2 separate regions of the Sus scrofa genome follow, and region 1 is linked to region 2. Evidence: chromatin contacts called from public HiChIP or PLAC-seq data. All regions are on one chromosome and are shown on one strand. Each heading gives the region's core, a stretch centred on a gene start, on an enhancer-like site or on the middle of the called end of the contact. The rest is flanking DNA. Distances are from core to core; before and after follow the strand shown. Region 1 holds the start of ARMC9 (lisH domain-containing protein ARMC9). Region 2 holds the start of PSMD1 (26S proteasome non-ATPase regulatory subunit 1).

Region 1 (3,993 bases), core at 382-2,881, 120 kb after region 2:
TTGGTGTAGGCTGCACTTACCAGCACTGGCCTGCAACTGCAGCTCTGATTTGACCCCTAGCCCAGGAACTTCCATAAGCCCTGGATGCGGCCCTAAAAAGAAAAAAAAAAAAAAAAGATCTTGAGTCCAGGCCTGCCCTTTGGGAAGTCCATTTTAAGGCCTGGGTCTTTTACCAACCTCGTGCAAGACACAGAACTATCGATGGAGTTCCCGTCGTGGCGCAGTGGTTAATGAATCTGACTAGGAACCATGAGGTTGCGGGTTTGGTCCCTGGCCTTGCTCAGTGGGTTAACGATCCGGCGTTGCCGTGAGCTGTGGTGTAGGTTGCAGACGCGGCTCTGATCCCGTGTTGCTGTGGCTCTGGCGTAGGCTGGTGGCTACAGCTCCGATTTGACCCCTAGCCTGGGAACCTCCATATGCCGCGGGAGCGGCCCAAGAAATAGCAACAACAACAAAAGACAAAAAAAAAAAAGAACTATCGATGGCTGTGATGTGACTCAGGTCCCTGGGTCAAGACAAGATAGGACAGGACCCAAGGCCAAGGTGGATACTCTCATCTCCCTCATTTGCAGGCCTCCCCTGCCTTCCTGCTCACTGACACCTCTCTTGTGGGCTGCACATTCCCAACCCCTGTGTTCTTTTTCCAAGAACTCAAGCAGCCCTTGAGAGATACAAAGACACAGTTCTTCAAAGTTCTTCAATCTCTACATGGACTCTGAGCCAAGAAGATAGATGGCACTGAAGCCCCCACACATCCTGAGTTTTGGGCAGTGATCAAACTCAGCTTTTCCGGGAGTTCCCGTGGTGGTGCAGCAGAAACAAATCCGACTGGGAACCATAATGTTGCGGGTTCTATCCCTGACCTTGCTCAGTGGGTTAAGGATCAGGCGTTGCTATGAGCTGTGGTGTAGGTGGAAGATGTGCCTCGGGTCTGGCATTGCTGTGGCTGTGGCGTAAGCCAGCACCTGTAGCTCCAATTGGACCCCTAGCCTGGGAATCTCAAAAAGCTGTGGTGTGCCCCTAAAAAGCAAAAACAAAAACAAAACTCCACCAAAAAAAACTCAGCTTTTCTGGGAGGAAATCTCTCTTAATCACTCGCTCTCTCTTTTTTGCTTTTTACAGCCACAGCTGCTGGCATATGAAAGTTCCTGGGCTAGGTGGTCCAACCTGGAGCTGCAGCTATAGGCCTACACCACAGCAACACCAGATCCCAGAGGCATCTGCAACCTAAGCTACAGCTTGGGACAAAGCTGGATCCTTAACACACTGAGCGAGGCCAAGGACCAAATCCTTATCCTCACGCACACTATGTAGGGTTCCTAACCCGCTGAGCCACAACGGAACTCCCGCCTTATCTTTTAAAGCAGACACTTCACTATAATCTCTTGCCAGTTTTGTTTTTTACCCGAGCTCCTAGAAGTTACAGGTTGACAGCGGTCGAGCAAGGCACATCCCCAGAGCCAGGCACAACACCACGCGCAATATTTGTGGAAACGAACCAATAGGAAGTTGTGGCGAGGAGAACGGGTGACGCGGTCCAGCAACTTACACCCACAACCGGAAGCGAAAGCCCACACTTTCTTGCTGAGGCCTGGAACCTGCGGGACGCCTTTTGTCCCAGGATGCTCCGCGCAGGTCGAGTCCTGTGATTGGCTGCCCGGATCCACGTGATGCCAGGCTGGCGGCGGCGGTTGCCGGGGTGACGATTGGAGAGGTGGTGGCCGAGCTGACTCGGCGCGTGTTCCCGCGGCGGCGAAGCAGGTAAGCGCGTCCCCGGACGCTGCCGGGCCGCTCTCGAGCCCGACGTCCCCGGGCGGGAGGAGCGGTGATGGATCCGAGGGCCGAGGCTCTAATGAGCCTTCTCCCCATGCGCCAACTCAGCAGCCGCTGCCGGGTGCCCTCACTTCTCGCCTGCTGCCCTGGGCTCTTAACTCTGGCGTGGGCCTGAGGCGGCCGCCGGGACATCCCGAGGACAGTCCCGGCTGCTTCCCACAAGTATTCCCTGATCTTTGAAGGGGTCCGGGTCGTCCAGCTGGGTAGTGACAGCTCGAGAATGTGGCCTGGGGCCTTTAGATCCATCCCTTTCGTTATCTATCAGCTAACCCTTCTCCCCAGGCACCCCGATGAAGTCCAGACTTCATCCGTCTAAGCTAAACCGGGATGCTTGCTATGCAAATTCGTCTTTCAGACAAATCCCACAGTTCCCTTTTTCATCCAGCTCGTAGGCCCGAAATCCCTCCGTCAGGAGTGTCTGAAGAAGTTTTCTCTAGTTTTTGCATAAAGTAGAGCCATGCTTCTCAAACTTGAATGTGCGTTAAAAGTCATCAGGAGAGATTGTTTAAAACAATTTCTGGGCACTGTGTTTAGTAGGAGCAGAGTGATGCTAGGAATTTTCCTTTCCTTCTGGTATTTTGTTTTGTTTTGTTTTGGCCATACCCGCTGCATATGGAGGTTCCCAGGCTAGGGATTGAATCAGAGCTGCAGCTGCTGGCCTGCACCACAGCCACAGCAACTGCCAGATGGAGTCTTTGACTTACTTACACCAGATCTCACTGGCAAAGCCTGATCCTTAACCCACTGAGCCACAACAGGAACTCCACTTGCTAGGAATTTTCATTTGCACAGCATCCCAGGTGATTCTGATTCATATGGTCCAGACTTTGGAGTAATACTGTGTAGAGGTTGATATCAATCTGGATTTAAATTTCCACTGTCACTTGCTTCCTAGTTGAGTTATTGGGAGCATCTCAACCCCCTCTGAACCTCAGTTGCCTAATCTGTCAAAGGAGAATATAAATGATATACATCAGTCAGGTTTATTGTGAAAATTAAATGTGAAGCATTTTGGGAGTTCCCATCGTGGCTCAGCAGTTAAATCCAACTAGCATCCATGAGGACATGGGTTCGATGCCTGGCCTCGCTCAGTGGGTTAAGGATCTGGCATTGCTGTGAGCTGTGGTGAAGGTCGCAGATGCGGCTTGGATCCCGAGTTGCCGTGGCTGTGGCGTAGGCCGGCGGCTACAGCTCTGATTGGACCCCTAGCCTGGGAACCTCCATATGCCACAGGTGCGTCCCTAAAAAGACAAAAAAAAAAAAAAAAAAAAAGTGAAGCATTTTGCACGTTGCCTGTCATACAATAAGCCCTCAGTAAATGACCTGTTATGATATAAAGGTCTACGGAAAGTCCTGTAATTTCTAAGATTGTCGGAGCAGTAAAATGACATCTCACATTCACTGACAGATGATCATAACAGAATCTTATTCAAGTGATGGTCACCAGGAACTTCTCTGAGGGAGTGATGCTTGTTAAGCACAGGAGTTAGCCAGGTGAAGAAAGAGAGGGGAAAAGTGTTACAGGCAGTGAGAACAGTATGTGCAAAGGCCCTGAGGTGGGAAGGAGTTTGAGTTCTCAGAACAACCGCGTTTTCTCCAGGGCCTTCAAAATTGCTTTTCCTTCTGCTTGGGCTTCATTTATTTGTCAAACGTCTTGGGTGCCTGTCAACCTTCCAGGCCCCCTGCTAGGTTCTGGAGATGGAAAATTTAAGTGTAGCACCCTGCCTTTATAAACAGGGTAATAGGTATAACAGCAGAAGTAAATGTAGTGTAAGGAGGTTCCTCAGAGAAGAGAGACTCGCCTTGGTGGGGAGGGAAGGGGTGGGCTCCTGGAGGGCTTCCTGAAGGAGGTCGAGCCCTGACTAAGTATGATGAGTTCAGTCTGCCTGCAAGGGGAAGGAGAGGACACCAGGGGGCTTAGAATCATCAAAGAGCCTTTTGTAAGGGGGGGTTGGGGGCAGTTCACTTCTGGGGGTGCCTAACATGGGGAAGTGGTAGAAGGGAGCCAGGACAGGGACAGTGGCTGGTGGCTGGTCCAGAGAAAGGCTGGAGAGGTGGGCGGTCCTCAGACTGTAGCAGTTCTCCTCGCTCCTTGTGTCTCTGGCGGGCTGAGAGGTGGCAGGCGGGGTGGGTGTCCTGCCTGGGCCTCATCGGGCCACT
Region 2 (4,088 bases), core at 902-3,401:
ACCATGAGGTTGCGGGTTCCATCCCTGGCCTTGCTCAGTGGGTTAAGGATCTGGCGTTGCAGTGAGCTGTGGTGTAGGTTGCAGATGCAGCTGGGATCTCGTGTTGCTGTGGCTCTGGCATAGGCCAGTGGCTACAGCTCCGATTCGACCCCTAGCCTGGGAGCCTCCATATGCCGTGGGAGCGGCCCTAGAAAAGACAAAAAGACAAAGGAAAAAAAAAAAAAAAAAAAAAAAAAAGAAGCACAATGCCTTTTGGGCTTCAGAGTCTCCGATCAAGCAGATCCCACAGATCCTAGGCTCACGGCTGAATAAGTCTGGCAAGTTCCCTTCCTTGCTGACCTACAATGAGAATACAGTGGCCAAAGTTGATGAAGTGGAGTCCACGATCCAGTTCCAGATGAAGAAAGTGCTGTGTCTGGCAGTGGCTGTTGGCCGCGTGAAGATGACAGAGGGTGAGCTTGTGTACAGCCTCCACTGAGCTGTCAACGTCCTGGTGTCATTGCTCAAGAAAAACTGGCAGCATGTCCAGGCTTTGCACATTAAGAGCACCACGGGCAAGCCCCAGTGCCTGTACAGCTTAAGAAACCACCTGCCACCATTAAAAAAAAATTCATACATAAACTCACATGGATTATCAACCACGTTTTATTTCAACAGCAAATCATTGGCTTGTGTCACTAGGTTACATTGTTTTGAGAAGGCCCCAGAAATAAGGTTTAATAATCACTATTCAATTGAACGGTAGCTTGAGAGTACAAGTCTAGTGGCTTAAAAATGCCACCATTTGGGAGTTCCTGGCGTGGCTCAGTGGTTAACGAATCCGACTAGGAACCATGAGGTTGTGGGTTCGATCCCTGGCCTTGCTCAGTGGGTTAAGGATCTGGTGTTGCCATGAGCTGTGGCTTGGATCCTGAGTTGTAGGCTGGCGGCTACAGCTCTGATTAGACCCTTAGCCTGGGAACCTCCATATGCTGCAGGAGCGGCCCAAGAAATGGCAAAAAAAAAAAAAAAAAAAAAAAAAAAAAAGAAAAAAAAGCCACCATTTGTCGCTAATCTTTGTCAAGACTACTCCGAACTACTGAAGTAAATTGTGTATTGAAGCTGTTAGAAGTGTGCAGATGGCGATCACAACTGCCATTTCACATTAGATGTAATAAAAAAAAACAGGAACCTGTTGCTGTGGAGGGAGAGAGGAACTGAGCAGATGGAAGACAAGAAAACTTTTTTTTCGGAGTTCCCGTCGTGGCGCAGTGGTTAACGAATCCGACTAGGAACCATGAGGTTGCGGGTTCGGTCCCTGCCCTTGCTCAGTGGGTTAATGATCCGGCGTTGCTGTGAGCTGTGGTGTAGGTTGCAGACGCGGCTCGGATCCTGCGTTGCTGTGGCTCTGGCGTAGGCTGGTGGCTACAGCTCCAATTCGACCCCTAGTCTGGGAACCTCCATATGCCGCGGGAGCGGCCCAAGAAATCGCAACAACAACAACAACAAAAAAGACAAAAAAAAAAAAAAAAAAAAAAAAAAAAAAAAAAAAAAAAGAAAACTTTTTTTTCTTTGAACACTTTTCACTGTATATCTTTTTATACTTCTGATTTTTAAGCCATGTGCGGTATTCTTTCAAATGTAAGTAAAAGCCACTGTTCAACTTTATCATAAACCAGTGATTACTTAGGGATGCATTATGATATGATAGTAAAGTATTTCTGTGAGGATTCTTCTGAAGCTGGGCTCTGCTTTTTTTTAAAAAAATTGAAAAATCATTGTTGTAGGAAAACGCTCTTTGCTCAATCACGAACCCGCCCCGGCCCGGACCCGGACCAAAGGTTTGGCTCTGGCACGGGGGCGCTGCAAGGAGACTTCCCAAGCAGCAGGTGGCGCTGCGAACACCGCAAGCACCTCCCCTCAACACCTTTTTTTCTCAGCAATGGCGGGTGATGGTGGGGTCCTTTTTCTAGGGGTGGCTATTCTGGAGCCTGACCCCAAGTGCGGACGGGTGTTCCCACCCCCGCGGGGCCGCTGGCCCCGAGGAGGGTTGGAGAAGACCACGGAGCTCTCCGTGCATTCTTCCGCTGGGCGGCGGTGGCGGCACGGAAGACACAGGCCGGGGGAGAGTCGGCGCCGGGCGGCAGGCGGGACAGAGGGCAGCCCCGGGGCGGGCGGGGTCCTGGGTGAGAAGCGAGCCGGCGGCCTGAGGAGGTGACTGACTGAGCGGGGCACCGGGGCAGCCAGGAGACGCGGCGGAGCGAGCGGGTCCTGAGCTGACATATACACGGCGCGGCCGGGGCGGCGAGCGAGCGAGCGGGCGGGCGAGTGCGGGGCGCAGCCATGATCACCTCAGCCGGTGAGTGCGGCCGCAGCCGGCGCCGAAAGGAAGGAGGCGCCACGCCGGCTTTTAGCTGAGTCAGGGCCGGTGACTGGGCACCTCCCGGCGGAGCGCCGGCCGCGCGGCCGCCCGCCGCCCGAGGCCCACCCCCGGGCCGGGGGCTGGCAGTGTGGCCCGGCCTCTCTGTGGGCCCCGGGACCTCGTCCGGTTCGGGGGACTCGCGCTGGGTTGACCGCCTCGTCATCCCTCCTCCGCAGCCACACCCCCGTGCTCGGACCCGAGGGGCGCCCTGGACCCTTCTCCCACCCTGACGGGTTTTTCCTAAACTCCATCCCTCCCGAGGTTGGCCGTGCGGGGCCGTCCGATGCCAGCCCTTCCTTACAGGTGGTTAGGATGGGGTGGGCCCCCTTTGCGGGACAGTAAGGTAGCCTCTGGCTACCTAAGTGCTTCCCGGTCTGACCCAGCTCCGTTCTCCTTAGAGTGAAATCTAAATTAAGTCAGGTGTGAGACGGGTCATTTCCAGGTCTGTTCCAAGGATATTTAGTTAAAGCACTTAGGGAACTTTTGTGTTCGTTGAGGACCGCATCCTGAAGACGGTTATTATACTGAGAATCAGCCTCTGGTTTTGAGGCTCCATGATCAGTGAATGTTCTGCTTGGACGAAGAAAGAGCTCCTGGGCGGGCGGAGCAGGTGCCCTACACTCAACCATTGTGTGGGTAGATTCGTGGAATGACGTTTGCAATGGGATGTTACAGGGGTCAAGTTTGGGGTGAAGTGTGAGCCCCCACTAGGGATCGCTTTGCACGTAGCTGTCCACAGCCTCTGGGGCCTTTTTCCTCTCTTGCTCACATGCGCTTTTCTGGTCCTGATTTGCTGTCTTCATGTCCCACAAGTGTTTTGTTGTAAACAAACTAGTCAGACGGCAGTTAACCATGTGTTTATAAGGCTTGCTTAAAAAAGTTGGTGGCAACAGTGGGAGACAGGATCGTTACTTTTAAAGACCTGAGGAGCTGTCACTTGTACATGGAAGTAGACTTTTTCCCCCAAGGGGTACATATGATTGGGAGATGAATTGTAGTACAACATTGGGAAAGGCTTTTCCCCATCAGAGCTCTCTAAAGATAAAATAAGCACTAAATTTCCTGCCACCTGTAAATGGAGGCCTCATTGTTTTTCAGATTCATCATCTTAGCCCCTCCCGCCTTCATCTCTTGCCTGGGTCGCTTTGACAGCCTGGAGATTTTGTTTTCCACCATTACCTCTATACAGTCCATTCTTCTTGAGTATTCTTTTTAAAACCTTGATCACATAATATCCTTTACAGTTCTTCAGTGCTTTTCATTGTGCTTATAATAAAATATCCAGATTGTTAACTGAAAACTTACATGATCTGATTCCTACCTTGTCTTGTACTGCTCTTTTCCTCCCTGTGCTCTGGTCATACTGGCCTTTCTCTTCCTTAAGTCAGTTTCTGTCCCACTTCAGGACCCTTGCCCATTCCTCCTGCACTTTTTAGACTCCTTTTCAAGTTTTCTCTTAGTTTCCCAATCACTGGTTTCAGCACAAGTGTTAGTCTTTCTTTTCTGATCATTCTGTTAAAACATGCTGCTTCTTTCACCCTCAACTGTCCCCTCCCTTCATTACAAGCCCTGTAATTACTTCGTTTACTTGTCTGATTACTGTCTTTCTCTCTGTGTAGAATTTTGGGTGGGAAACTTGTCATTTTCATAATTCTTAGAACACTGCTGAGCAGATGGCAGAAGTTCA

The links. HiChIP or PLAC-seq counts read pairs in DNA pulled down with a chosen protein or histone mark.
Region 1: an H3K27ac HiChIP or PLAC-seq map of alveolar macrophages shows a contact between it and region 2. The contact joins the promoter of ARMC9 here to the promoter of PSMD1 in region 2. A contact is called at or near these places in 5 of 47 Hi-C or Micro-C datasets (heart right ventricle, liver, skeletal muscle and 2 more) and 2 of 2 datasets of contacts at active chromatin or transcription factors (alveolar macrophages and skeletal muscle).

Annotation. Positions count from the first base shown.
Region 1 is chr15:131,927,011-131,931,003 of Sscrofa11.1, forward strand. It overlaps ARMC9 (lisH domain-containing protein ARMC9), which reads left to right and starts at 1,632. Exons shown (of 24, transcript XM_021074827.1): 1 at 1,632-1,761.
Region 2 is chr15:131,805,443-131,809,530 of Sscrofa11.1, forward strand. It overlaps PSMD1 (26S proteasome non-ATPase regulatory subunit 1), which reads left to right and starts at 2,152. Exons shown (of 25, transcript XM_001925902.7): 1 at 2,152-2,338. The coding sequence starts at 2,323. It also overlaps the pseudogene LOC110257098.